5 separate regions of the Mus musculus genome follow, and all the other regions are linked to region 2. The links are chromatin contacts, called in public promoter capture Hi-C maps. All regions are on one chromosome and are shown on one strand. Each heading gives the region's core, a stretch centred on a gene start, on an enhancer-like site or on the middle of the called end of the contact. The rest is flanking DNA. Distances are from core to core; before and after follow the strand shown.

What was found. Promoter capture Hi-C pulls out the DNA fragments that hold promoters and counts their contacts. Capture Hi-C pulls out chosen DNA fragments and counts their contacts.
Region 1: a contact with region 2 is called in a promoter capture Hi-C map of liver, with 2.9 times the contacts expected there. The contact joins the promoter of Klhl8 here to the promoter of Zfp644 in region 2. A contact is called at or near these places in 5 of 39 promoter capture datasets (the C10 cell line, hippocampal neurons, liver and 1 more).
Region 3: a promoter capture Hi-C map of pre-B cells shows a contact between it and region 2. The contact joins the promoter of Nudt9 here to the promoter of Zfp644 in region 2. A contact is called at or near these places in 4 of 39 promoter capture datasets (the C10 cell line, the HPC-7 cell line, liver and 1 more) and 2 of 9 other capture datasets (adipose tissue and liver).
Region 4: a promoter capture Hi-C map of pre-B cells shows a contact between it and region 2, with 4 times the contacts expected there. The contact joins the promoter of Aff1 here to the promoter of Zfp644 in region 2.
Region 5: a promoter capture Hi-C map of liver shows a contact between it and region 2, with 2.7 times the contacts expected there. The contact joins the promoter of Hsd17b11 here to the promoter of Zfp644 in region 2. A contact is called at or near these places in 3 of 39 promoter capture datasets (the C10 cell line, HPC-7-derived erythroid cells and liver) and 1 of 9 other capture datasets (liver).

Annotation. Positions count from the first base shown.
Region 1 is chr5:103,909,905-103,912,604 of GRCm38.p6, forward strand. Klhl8 (kelch-like 8) reads right to left here and starts at 1,355. Exons shown (of 10, transcript NM_178741.4): 1 at 1,212-1,355.
Region 2 is chr5:106,695,396-106,698,095 of GRCm38.p6, forward strand. Zfp644 (zinc finger protein 644) reads right to left here and starts at 1,435. Exons shown (of 10, transcript NM_001363318.1): 1 at 1,137-1,435; 2 at 248-304.
Region 3 is chr5:104,045,510-104,048,209 of GRCm38.p6, forward strand. Nudt9 (nudix (nucleoside diphosphate linked moiety X)-type motif 9) reads left to right here and starts at 1,355. Exons shown (of 8, transcript NM_028794.4): 1 at 1,355-1,637. The coding sequence starts at 1,531. It overlaps Mir5619 (microRNA 5619), which reads left to right and starts at 2,494; the gene lies at 2,494-2,554.
Region 4 is chr5:103,752,862-103,755,561 of GRCm38.p6, forward strand. Aff1 (AF4/FMR2 family, member 1) reads left to right here and starts at 1,301. Exons shown (of 20, transcript NM_133919.4): 1 at 1,301-1,484. The coding sequence starts at 1,468.
Region 5 is chr5:104,020,455-104,023,154 of GRCm38.p6, forward strand. It overlaps Hsd17b11 (hydroxysteroid (17-beta) dehydrogenase 11), which reads right to left and starts at 1,342. Exons shown (of 7, transcript NM_053262.3): 1 at 1,076-1,342. The coding sequence starts at 1,285.

The sequences.
Region 1 (2,700 bases), core at 105-2,604, 2.8 Mb before region 2:
TCTGGTTAGCTTTCGCTGTGACTTCAAATTAGGATTTGGAATTTATTAAGGAATGTGTAACGTTACAAATTAATAGCACTAACAGTTATCAAATGCTAAAAGAATAGTTTTAAACGTAAAAATTCAGACTGGAGATGTACTCAGTGGTAAGTAGTGTGTTCTCCCGGCATGCTCAAGGTTGGGGGGTGGGAGGTAGAGTGGAGGGGGAGGGGTAGAATAGGAGAGGAGGGGTAGAAAAATATAAGAATGAATATAAATCCAAGCGCATACAGCTGAATACAGCATCTTGTGACTTCTTTTTATACTTGTGTTCCAACTATTTGGTATTTTCAAGGCAACATGACTAAAGTTTTAAGTAGGTCAGTTGGTTTGACTGACAAACCAAAAAATAGGTGCCAGGAGAAAGCAGGCAGAGAAGCAAAGGCTAATGATAAAGCTACCTGCACGCAGTTCACAAGCTCTGGTAGCACTAGCAGAGGGTCTCTGCTCAACTAAACGTACCCCACCCGCCCCTTAGCACGGCCAGGGCTCACGGAAGATGGGGAAACAAGACTGAAAACAATTAACGAGGGGGGGGGGGGCGGGGAGAGAGAGAGAACAGCATTAAATAGAAAAAAGAAAAAAAGAAAAAAAACCCACGTGTACCTGGCAGGTTAATTACTGTGGCAACCCAGGTTCTAAGTAAGACCTATTGCCCAAAGTATCTGCCTACGCTAATACCTTAAGGTAAGAAGCAAAATATAAAGGTAGGCAATTAAAGCAGGTTGGCAAGAATATTCAAAACTGCGAGGATTTCCACGAAATGCATGATAATAAATACTGCCTGCAGGAAAAGGAAGGTAACAAGCTCCCCAAACCGTAACATCAGGGCCGTGCAAGCCCGGGAGACGGTTGGGAACCCCAAACTGTGTCCACAAATCGGGGACCCTCCCTGGAGCAAGCCACGAGCTCAGCCTGGAGCAGCGCCACCCGGCCGGGTACGGATTTTGCAGGAGCCCCGCGAACCCCGGGAGGGGGACACCCCTGAAGTCGCCCAACCCGGACCCCGAGCACCTGCGCCGCCGCTCAGGACAGCGCGGCCCGCGAGGCCCGCCCGGATCCCTTCGGTTCCCCGAGGGAAGGCGCCGGCGCCGCCCGGCAGCTCCTCACCGACGCGAGCGCGGGTGACCGCTCCAGGCTGAGACCCGCGCGCGGGATAACGCAGCGGTTACCTCTGTCCGCGGCCGCCGCGCAGGCCGAGCCGCCACACCCGCTCCGCGCCGGCGCCGCGCCAGCCCCGCTTGGACACCCCGGGGACGCGCTCACCGGCCCGACCGCTCGCTCGTGCCCGGCTCGGCCGAGCGCTCTTGAGAGCCGCGGGGGCGGGGCGGGGCGGGGCGGGGTGGTGAGGCACGAGCGTGCTGCGCGCCGCACTCTGGGAAATGTAGTTCTCTGTTGCCTCTTTGAAGAGCGCGCCTGCGTTTCCCTTCCATCCCTCCCAGTATTCATCCCCTGCGTGGGGAATATCCCAGATTTTATAGCTATTCCTATCAGTTTTATCTCATGCTCTGCAAAATGTATACAAAACAGCTTGTGTCTGCAAAGCAAGGAAGTAATTGAACTAAATACCGAGTGTTAAACACAATTGCTAGTATAAACTGGTGAGATAAGGCAAACTCTCAGTAAAGTTGCTGGAAATGTAGGGAAAAAGAGCAAGGGCATATATTAGGATAGTTCCCTGAACTCTTTTTTTCCAGGGCATTCTGAAGCTTCCAGAATCTTCAAAGCATATTCGAAATGTAGCCATAGACCAGGTGGCTTGGTGCAGGAAGATAAGGTCAGCTGTTCCTGTGGCTGAGATATAAAGATACAAATTGGATCCAGCCTAGGCAAACCACAGAGACTCCAGCTGGGCCTGAAGGAGACAGGTGTCATCACCTGCTCACTTGCACTGGTTTGCTTGTGCCAGCTAGACCCCAAAGGTCCCAGAACCTGCTCAAACATCACCCACGGGTGGGAACCGTTGCCTTAGGGCCACTTCTGCAGGGCTCCTCGAAAATGAGGATCCGAAGTCCCCTGAAACAGAGAGCTCAAATCCATCCTTCTTCCTCAAGTGGTTTTGGTCACGTATTTCGGTACAGTGAGAATAAATTGCTACAACTCTGGACCTAGAGAGGAATTTCTGTTGGCATAGCGGGTTCAGGCAAAAATAATAATAATAATAATAATAATAATAATAATAATAATAATAATAAATCTTAAAGTTAAATATTCATAGCAAATGGGGAAAAAACGAGGGAGCGGGGCAGCCAGGACAAGGACCTGTCCTTAGAGGGATACATCCATAACAACAATTTCACCTAATTATTTTACATATCTATAAAGTGAAGATAAACTAAAAAGAAACGAAGCATGTGGTTTTCTAAATCTAGAGATTTTTCTTAGCTTCATTTGAGAATACACAAGCTGGTTCATAAACAGAGGATATTAGACTCCCCTACCCTGATCTCTATGAATTAAAACCAGAAAGGATGTGATGACACCTCCTGAGTAATTATCTGATTGCACTGGGTGGGAATAAACGGTAATGTTAAATCCCAGTCGGCATTTGCATTTTATATTTTAAGTCTCCCCCTCTAATCCTGGATTAAAAGGCTTTAAACCTCCACCAACATTTCAGATGCTGTCTGCAAATGGATTCGGAAAACTTAATCAAGAAGA
Region 2 (2,700 bases), core at 185-2,684:
CGTTGAGTTTTATCACATAAAATTTGAAAGCTAATACGAAAGTTTTATAACAACTACATTTAAGTCAGTATTATTTTAACAGTTGAAGAGAACTTTTCCACTAATGTCGCTAAACCATGGATGGATCCCAACACGAGAGTCGTCTGTGGAAGTCTCGCAACAAGAAACCACCTAAGTTTCCAATCACGGGGAAGGGTCTGGGACAACTCATCTTCATGTTCTCGGGAGGAGTGGACGGAGCACACACCTGCTTTCCTCTGGCAGAGATTAAGCTCCCAGGGACACAAAGGCCAGGGAATCAGACCTGGAGAGGCAAAAAGCTTTAGCTAGATACCCACCAAGCCCCGTGGCCACCCAAACACTTCGAGTGTTTTTTTTTCTTTTTTTTTCTTTTTTTTTTACCTCTTGGAGTTACTTCTCAGGCACTTAGCGGCACAAGATGTTGCAGACCAGTGGGAAGAAGGGGAAGGCTATGCGCTCTGGTCCCAAAGTCAGGGGAGGGGTGTGGACAGTTACCTCCAGGGCCGGGGCTACAGGCCCGGACAGAGTAGCCTAGCCGCGCACGGGGCGCCGCCTGACTGCTCTCGGACCGCCCCCGTTACTCGGGGAGTTACAATGGCGACCGCAGGGCTCCCCGGACCTCCGGGTCTCGGCCCCCTTCCCCCTACCGCTCACTGGCTGCTCCGCTACATGTGACTAAACAAAACCCCCCGAGTCCAGAGCCCGGCTCGGCCCCTTTGTGTCCGCCACCGGATCCGCCGCCGCCGCAGCGGAAAGGCACCCCCCGCCCCGCGCGCCCGCCTCCGAGTCCCGCCCCGCGGCGGCCGCCGCCGCTCACCTAAGGTTCCGCGGCCCCCCGCGACCGCCGCCTCCCGGACCCCGCGGCCCGGGCTCCTTGTGCAGCAGCAACTCCGCCTCCTCGGCAGCAGCCGCCATCTTAGCCTGTGCGGCAAAACGCGTCCTTTCCGAGGGTTGGGAGCCAGCCTAGGGCGTAGCTCCCCGGGCCCGAGCGCCGCGGGCCGGGTCCCCCCACAACTTCTTCCGCCACCCTCAGTCCCGCCACCGCCTCAGCCCGGACGTCCGAAACGCGGCCGGGGCCGGGGCTAATCCGACCGAATAAGACCCCCGAAACTCACAGTTTGGTGCCGTGTGCGTCAAACCGGGGCGACGTTGGGAGCGCGCGGCGTCCCCGCGTCACACGCCGCTCTGTACGCTACTCGGCTCCAACGGCCCCCTCCGCTCCCCGCTTCTCGCCTCCGGCCTCGGTTCCCACGGCGCAGGCGCGCGGCTTTCCCGCCTCTGCCTGGCCGCCGGCCGCCGGGGGAAGCCAGCGAGGCGCGCCCGTGCTCTCGGGCCGCCGGAGCTCCCGTGCCAATCAGACCCACGGGGGGCGGCAGCAACGCTGCACCGCTGCTCTCCCGTGCCAAAACCAAACAAGGTCACCTCCCCCAGCGGTGACCTAACCACTCCGGAGGAGGTTCCCGCCCCAAAGTAGGCACGCTCCAAATATGGTGGCGACCAAACTCTGCAAGACCCAAGTACCAGGAATGCCTAGGCCCTTTAAGGTGGAATAGGCCCATCTCTGGTGTCTGCAATCGCTAGTTTGCCAAAAACCTGTTCCCTTTTCCAGCTGTTGAAAGAACCAGCAACATATATCAGGCCTACCTTGGAGAACTGGCACAGACAGGTTTTATGATGTTAAACAGGCCAGGTGGCAAAAGCATCAGGTATAGAAATTCAGTTACCCAGACAAGACACCCAAAAAGAAGGCCCGGATTTGGGTTCCTTGGACTCTGCAAGGGCAGATTCTGCACTAAGGAACATGCCTTGATTGTCCAAATTGGAGTCATGCAAAGAGACGTCAGAAATGCTGGTTAACTCTTCAGGTAATCAATAGATTCCCCAGAGGGTCTTCTAAATCTCCCTTTTAACAAGCATTCAGCCATGGGCTTCTGAGGGAAGCAGCGCACTAATTAGAGGTATTCGCTTTGCTTTTGAACCGAGTCAACAAGTTCCTAACCTGTTGAAGGTGAGCTAAACGTTCTAGAATACTCTGATGGGCCTGCCTTACTAAATTCTTTGGTTTCGCTGAACTTTTTCTCATGAAAAACTTTAAAACGTTTTTTAGTAGTTAAGCAGTAATCATGAACTATGCACCTCCAAGCCTTCGAGATATTATTAACATTCACAGGAATACACCATAATTACATTTATTTGTCAAGAATGGGAGTATCTTTCCTGAAAAACGGTGCCTTCAGAAGCAGCAAATGTATCCCAAAGAACGAACATTTCACTATCCACTCTAATTATTTCGCTTGCTAGTAACTGCTGACAACTAGAGTTCATGCTGTGTGTGTGTCAGGCATTCTTGTCACCTGTTCAAGTTCATTACAACCTAAAGTGGCAAAGAGAGATTAGACTGTTGAGCTGTTTCAAAATGAAAGCTTTCCTTCATATATACGAATAGATAGATACACAACAAATAAATCTGTGTCCATTTTCAGCCAACTGCTTGGAGGAGATGCACTTTAGAGACTTATTCTCATCTCATGAGTTTGGGTTTTGCTTGAATGTATGGCTGTGCACCGCATGCTTCATGCCTGGTACCACAGAGTCCAAATGAGCCTCAGGAAGGACCTGAAACTGGAGCTGCAAATGACAGGCCATCATGTGGAAATATCACAAGGGACCTGATCCTGA
Region 3 (2,700 bases), core at 105-2,604, 2.6 Mb before region 2:
CCAAACCAAAACCACTAGCCTGTTTGAGGATACTAGTTAAAGTCACAAGGAAAGATTTTTATTGGCTACTGCTGCCGTAGGAAAGCCTACATTATGAACTGGGTTCTAGTTTCATTAAAAAAAAAAACCAAAATAAAAAAAAAAGAATAGGGATCTTGAAGGCCGGGGAATGGTGCTGAAGGATCTAAGGTGTTCGTGTGTGTGTGTGTGTGTGTAGAAACAAACGTGTTTCTTATGACAGGAGCAGTGGAGCAAGCTGAAAACAACCATCTCTGGAAGGGGCTGGAGCCCAAGGTGATTTATCTTCCTGAGTGCTCGCTCACACCTCAACGACATGTCTACCACATCTCCAGGAAACTGTGGGGTGGTAGGCTTATGCCCCAAAGTGCAGAGAAAGAAAATATAATCTTTACTTTGCTCCAGGGATCTGCCTATCTGTCACCAGGTTTGGGCAGGGGTGGGGAGGAAATTTCCCATACTTTTAGTTTTTCTAAGCGGGCATTTTAAGGGGTGTAGTATAGTCACGAAGGCAACGCCCTGAAGTGTTACTGTGCAGTCCTTTTTTCTTGCTGTCCCATCCCAAGAGTGCTGTGGATTTCAGGATACTGTTAGTATTTGATTGGCCTGGCTTTAAGAGCCAACGCCATACGGTGTGTTTTGCAAGGCCCAAAGTTGATGATAGGCTTAGAATATGTCTCATCAACAATTAAACGAATGAAACCTGGAGTGCAAGCCGCGATGCACGCCTGGCTTTACCACTTTCAATCTGGCTAACTTTAGTCCTTCGTTCGTTATTATCCAGACCGCGTGCCACTTTCACAGCTTGTCTGTAAGTTTTGGCTTTGGGGTTCGAAAGTGGGAAACCGAGGCCGGCTTTCCTTTTGGACAAGAGGTTTATCAGAGTCACCAACACCACGGACAGCACCGTGAAGGGGGCTCTGGGGAGCCCAGGCTGCGTTCCAGGGTTGGGGGATTCCCTCCTTAAGGGTTAGGGGTCACGTGACTGGCCTGATCACGTGACCGGCGGGACGCCCACATTTTGTTGTTCACAGGCGGTCTCTGAATCCGGTATGCGGGCAAGTTTCGAAAAGCAAGTTACTTGGCTTCTGGAAACCAAACCAAGGTGTTTCAAGACTCGTCACTGACTCATCCTACGTCTTCTCAAACCTCGCATGGCTCACGTGACTCCTCCGTACGGCCCTCCTCTCCTGGAAGCACGTGGTCGCCCCTGACCCTCCTTCCGCTCAGCCTCAGGGTTCTGGGTCTCCGCGTCCTGCCGCGCCGCGGCACTCCAGTTCGCCTGCGCAGACGGAGAGGCCTGGCACACAGGTTAGTTTGCGGCGTGGCCGTAAAGCGCGGTCGCGCGTCGGGTACGTCGTGGGGCTGCTGGCGCCGCCGGCCAGCGGCGCTGGGGGAGCGCGGCCGGGTCCTAGTGCCCGCTGGCTGCAGGTTCGGGGCTCAAGGCGGGGCTCCGGGCGAGGCCGGCCACCTCCGAACCCTCGCGGGCCGCGCGCCAGGCGCCAGGCGCCGATGGCCGGCCGCTCCCTGGGGCAGGCGGTAGCCACCGTGTCGCTCTCGGTGGCCCTCGCGTCAGTGACTGTCCGGTCCTCAGCCTGCCGCGCCGTCCCCGCACCCAGGTACCCCGATTCTAGGACGGGCTGCGGTTCCGAGACCTCGGGTGGACCTGCGATCCCCTCCTTCCTTTTCCAGAGGTTATGTAGGCTGTGCTGAAGTACTGGATTTTGGGAAGCCAATAGCAAGGACCCTTCTCGATCTCTGACTTTTTAATTTGCCCATCCAGATAAGGCGCCAACGCTAATTCATAGATCACCAGAGTTTGAAGAGCATTTATGGTGTGTTGCTCCGTGCTAGAGGTGATACCGAGTCCATATAATGGAATATACTGTTAATATATACTGTTAATCTGAGTAGCAGACAGTGTTTTCTGTGCGCTGGAAGGCGCTGATTATTGGCTTTTGGGTAGACTGGAGATGAAGTGTGCGCACAAGTGCCTCAGTACTGGGAACCTCGTTCTTTCCCTTCTCTCCTGGGCGAGGTGGCCGCAACTTTATTTCCTAGTGACTTGGAAAGTTTGTAAGTTTGGTTCTGTTAAGTTCTCTGACACCAGTGTCTTCCTTAAAACACATACCACCCACGCCTCAAGCTTGACTTTTATCTAGGAGGCAAACTCACCAAGCTTTCGGTTCCGAAGAGGAAAGAGGTTAGTTCCCTGGCAATTTGGGCTCCGTGTGAGACCGAGTTTGGAATTTCTGTGGGCTTCCCAAACAGGAGTGACATATTCCTTCACCTCATTGAAAATAGAATTACTTCTGCTGTGGTTTGTAGGCCCCACGGTGCCATCCCCTTTCTGCTTTCCTGACAGTGCTTAAAACCCCTCAATCAGAGTGTCCTCTTTCTGCTGGTGTGGGTTAACACCCTTTATACACCTTCTTCAGTGGGGCTTGCTGAGGGGAGAACTTCCTGCTCTCTGGAAGTCACTAATGGCATTTTTGTTGGTTGTTACCAGAACAACGAAAAGCTCATTGGTGATTTCTAGCACGACAGGGAAAGGAACACTTAAAGAAGTATATCCAGAACTGAAACTGCTTATTCCAAAGAAAAACCCAAAGCTAAGTCAACAAGTGTTTGTTGAGTGCCTGCTGGTCTAGACAGATGATTGTAAAACATCTGTCGAGAAAC
Region 4 (2,700 bases), core at 51-2,550, 2.9 Mb before region 2:
AGAACAGTGCTTTCTGTGCACTTCCCGTTTGTCACAAGGAGGAGGAGGGAGGGAGGAGAGACAGAGAGACTGACATAGAGACAGAGGGAAAAACCCCGCATTTCAGAGTCAAAATTCAAAGGACTAGTTAGTTCATCAAGGGCATTCCTAAAGTACACGAGTTCTCCAAACTACTACTGTAGGTGGTGGAGAAAGCAGTGTCTGGCAACTTGTCTCACTTGCCACCACAGCCTTCATTCCTGCGAAGGCGTCAGTCGTTCTCCACCATCAGAGCTAAAGCCAGGGGAGTGAAAGACAAGCTTTGTCTTGTGTTCTTATGTAAGTAGTTCTGACCTCTGAGAGGGACTACCGGAATCTGGAAACTTGCGGTATTTAGAAACTGGGCAATCAGTTACATGAGCAATATAATGTGGTGAGTCCCGGGTCGAACCCGGAGCGCACCAAGAAAGTGTCCTTCCAGCAGCAGGCTGGTCCTCCGGGATGCCCCTGTTAAGTCTTCTCCCTGCCTTTCTGCCCATCGTTGTTTTCAGCCGCTTCCCAGGCAAAGCCTGGTGTCTTTCCTGTGTCTGAGTTGACGCAATTTTCGATTGTGCTTTCGAGCGTTTACGTTGGTTTGCATCATGGTTTTTGTTTGCGGGGGGTGGGGTGGGGTGGGGTGGAGGGGAAGCAATTCTTTTAATTTATTAGGGGACTTCCCTGAATGGCTGTCTTCTGTGTAATCGCATGTTGCCTCGAAGAGGGAAGTCGTATAAACACTTGTTTCTGGGCACTTTCAAAACTGAAAGCAAAGTTGAAGAAGGGTTGCTAGCCGATCCCTGATGTTTCCGATGGCAAGCCCCGCAGCAGCGGCCAGAAGCAGCGAAGGCAGTGATCCGATGCTCCCACTCCCAGCACATCCCCACGGCAGCAGGACCCTGAGGTCCCAGCCCGAGCGCGGGGATCTCTGTAGCGCGCGTTTGAACACAGCCGAATTGGGGGCAGCGGCGGCGGCGGAGGTGCGCGCTGCCCTTAAAAGGAGGCGGGCCGTACCACCGCGGCGCCTGCGGGGGGGTCCCGGCGAGCTCGGGCACCTCGAGGGGAGCCCAGCGCCGCGCACATCGCCCCCGAAGTGCGGGCGAACTGGGAGCCGGGACCCCGCAGCGGGCGGTGCGGACGCACCCCTTGGTCTCTGGTGACCCGACAGTGCCCCGGGGCGGCGGGCATCGCCGCTCCCTGGGCTCCAGGGAGGTGCGGCTCGCCCGGCTGCCCCCGGTGCCCGGATGTCCGTCAGGCTCGGCGCGAGCCGAGGCTCCGGGGGGCGGAGGCGGTGCTGAGGACACAGAGCTGAGGACGCGGCTGCCGAGAGCGCAGAGTCTGCGGGGCAGTATCGCCGACGGCTGCGGCCGACGCTGAGAGCGGCGCGGGCGAGAGAGCCTGCGGGGCGAGCGCGCAGATGGATTTGGGACGCCAGGCAGTGTGAGCCGAGCCATGGCAGCCCATTCCAGGTGAGGCTTGCGCAGGGGGCGTCTGGGACCCGGGAGTGGCCGCGGAGCCCGGGGCAAGGGCGGCGCGGGTGGGAGTGCCGGGGGGGGGGGGCGGGGACCGCAGGAAGCCAGCGGCTGGATCACTGCTATCTCATCCCTGAGTGTCGGGTAGAAAAGTGTGTGAACCGAGTGCAAAGGGACCGCCCGGAAAGTTAAGGTTAAAGATTCCGCTTCTGGCCCGAAGAACTGTTATTTTCGGAAAGTGAAGTTGGTTTCTCTCCTGCCGGAGCCTGGATTTTCACTGAGGTGCCTGTGCACAATCCTCCGGCTCTACTCGTTGCTGGTTTGGCGTCTTCCAAAGAAATTTGGAAGCGCACTTAATGGAAACGAGGATTCTCCCACGAGAGAGTGGTGGAGCCTGGTGAGTAATATAGTTTTTTTTTTTTTTTTTTTTTTTTTTTTTTTTTTTTCCTGCTAGAATGTACGATTCCACATAAAACGGCACAGTCAGAGTGAATCTGCTGAGTAGGCAAAGGCCGGAATGCGCTGGGTTGGTGAAGGGGAGCCTGGCTAATGACCCGCAGTTGCTGTCAGGGGAGTGCCCTGTACTGCAAGGACCGAGTCTTGCCTTCTCCCGGGTTTGAAGGTTTTGAAAGGAGCCTTAAAACTTGGCCGTACACCGGTGCCCAAGATTGAGGCTGTTGGGTGTCATCGCGCTTCGGTCTCTACAGCTGTTGGTTACGGAAAACAGGACCCGTCGAACCTTTTCAAAACTTATGCCAGAAGGCAGTGTGATTGCACAAGTTTACAATTATGGAAATGTTCTTTAGCCTTAATACTTGATTTAGGATAGTGATTTGGTAACATATCTGGACGCTGAGCTGAGGTAATTTTAGTAATTTTAGGTCTAAAGATCATGGAGAACAGTAGATTTGTAAACGTTAGAGACTGAGTAGATAGAACTTGAATTTTTCTAAGAGATAAAACTTCCTAGAAGGAACTTCTCTAAACAGAAAACCTTCTAAGTGTGTCTTACTTTAAAAACAAGTTTAATCCTCTCAACTTGGCTTAGTTGTGTCTTCATCTTATTGAGTGTTGGAAGGAAGGGGTTCCTAACGGGACAGAGGAGTAGGGGAACAGAAGTTGCACCTCAAACTTCTGCTAAATCTTAACTAAAAAGCAACCGTTAGCTTTTAGCACAAACAGAACCTGTAGATTTTCATATTACAGTGACTGC
Region 5 (2,700 bases), core at 92-2,591, 2.7 Mb before region 2:
ATAAACACACTTTTTTAGAGAAAATTGTGTATATTAGAAACGATAAGCCCAAACCATTCTTGTTAAAGAATAAAATTTCAGACTAGTTTGTGTGCCACCTGCTAGACTCTTGGCTAAATCACCTCACACATTAACTTACCATCTCCCTGGCCTTCTGAAAACTAAAGCCTGGGTAGCCTCGTCTTTCTCAGTTAAGAAGCAAAGAGCCCATTTCATATGCCTGACCATATGCCTATGCTGGGCCTTGGCTAGCTGACCCATGCTGGCCCAGTTTGCATTGTTAATCCATCGTATACATATCTAATTATCTGTTTTCTCCACCAGACGTAGGTAGCCCATCTCCTGTTTGCCACCAGGTCTTACCATCTGGGCTGTAGATACTATGGAGCACTGATTACTTGTTGTCACAATCACTCTAGAGTTAGAGTTCTTATTTAATCTCATGAACCTTGACCTCTTGTTTATAGAATGGATGTACACAGTGCAGTGAGGGGCACGCTAAGCCAGAAGATGCCTTCAGATTCCCTCTGTCATCCACCAAAAGCCAGACCAACACTTCACTGCTAGCTCCTTCTAACTCACCTCCCACCTCAACCTGAAGGTACAGGAGACCGCACTGAAGTTATTTCACTTTTAACTATTTTTTCTATAAGGTGACTTAGATGACTCCTGTAGGCAACTGGCAGTGCAATGGTGATCCCTGTAGGGTGTCATTTCGAGCCCATCTCAGCAGCTGCAAACGAGACTTGACAGCCGCACACATCTAACTCTTGGTATAGCACCTAAAACTGCTGTATTTTCCAAAAGTTTATGATGGTCAGTAGGAGGAGATTATAGGCCACTTTCAGGATGGATTTAATGTAGTGTTAATGTAGCGAAGGGAGATAGCCAAGATTCTCATTGTCCATAGGTCCGTTCATCGTGTGGTCTTAACAGATATCAAATTATGCCTCTCTTATAATCTGAAAAAATATGAATAGTTACTATATGCTCTATGGACTCTACAGAGAACTATAAAGGGTGGTTGTTTGCCAGTGTGGACCACAAAGAAAAGGCAGCGACGAAGCGCGGTTACCTTATTGATATCCCAGAGAACCAGTTTGGTGTTAAGTTTGGCAAATTCGTAGGCAGTCAGTCTTCCAATCCCATGACCAGCTCCGGTGATCAGGACGATCTCTCCGGCGACAGATTTTTTCTTCTTGGGAATAAAAAGCTTGACAAGAGACTCAATGCTGAAGACGATGAGCAAAGGCAGCAGCAGGATCAAGTCAAGAAGATACTTCATCCTTTTGGAGGCCCGGTGCTCTCGTTCCCGGTCCTAAACGGCCTCTGGAGGGTGTCGGTTACGCACAGAGTAAAAGCTTAAGCAAGGCAGAGTTCCCCTATTAAAGAGAAACAAACAACTCGGAAACCATTCCTTCCGCGGGGCCGGGCTTCAGGAGGGTTTTTGCCATTGGCTCGGACTGCAGTCAGAGCAACTGCTCGCTGGCTTGGAAATCTGGGAGGGACGAAGTTCAGAGGCAAGCCCTAGGGCGGTGCGACCCTGATAGCTATCGCGGACTTCCTCCTAGGAGGGCTAGTTACCTCACGCTTTCCTAAAATGGAAAAATCCCCTCCCTGTCTGCAGCAGACCTAGGAGAGGAGAGGTCGTCACGCTGCGCAGTAAAGGATGAAGGGCAAGTGCTAGCAGTGCTCAGGCTGCGGTGGACAGTTGTCTGTTTCTGCATAAGGGTTGCAAATGTGGAGCCACACCTTAAAGGACCAGGAAACAAGGAAGGGGACTCTTTGGGGAAAGGAAGAGAAGTAGCAAGAGGGGGATGGGAGGACGGCTATGGGGGAGGGGCGGGTTAGAACACCTGGCACGTTTGTGTATAAAAGTCACAAACCCATTTCTTTGCACGCTAACCAAAAATTAATAACAAAACAAACAACCCTTCAAGCAAAACAAAGCACAAGAGGGAAAACCAAGCTCCTGAATTAGAAATGACCCTACATCGCATTTTAATTTGAATTGAGCATTTCTGGAGGGCAGAGGGGTGTATCCTCCCAAGGCATAATCAAGTTTTAGGAGAAGCAGTAAACCCATCTCCCCAGGGAAGAGCCGTGTAGCGGGGCAACCAGCTCCCACTCGGCCTCTGAGAATCTGAAAACGAGAAACAAAACATATATTCAAGAATGGTGGGTGGTTTGCCTGCCTGTGTGCACACTATTTTTGCTCCCGGTGTGGGGAAAGGGCAGATGAGGGTTCTGGGTTTCCTAGAACTGAAGTTACTAGGAGCTGTGAACCTGCATGTAGGCACTGGGAATTGAACCATTGTCCACAGGAAGAATGGACAGTGCTCTTAACCACAGAGCTATAGCCATCTCTCCAGCATTCTCGTCCCCAGTACACACTTTTTGAGACAGGATTCCTCTGTGTAGCTCTGGCTGGCCTGGAACTCTCTCTTCCCCAGGTTGTTTTGAGGCAGTTTCTCCTCATTTAGCAGCAGGAACAAGCTAATAGCCTGTCTGTTGAGTGGTTGGTTTATGAACTATAAATGTTATCCGTTGACTTTCCTCCTGTGACACTGAGGATGTGGCTTGCTTTGCTTGCTCTTTATCTTCCTGTCTCCTATCATCCCAATATAATTCTCTCTCCCTTTGCTACTTCTGTTAAGTTTTATTTGTAACTTTAGGCAACAAGGTTCTATTTTTTTTTCT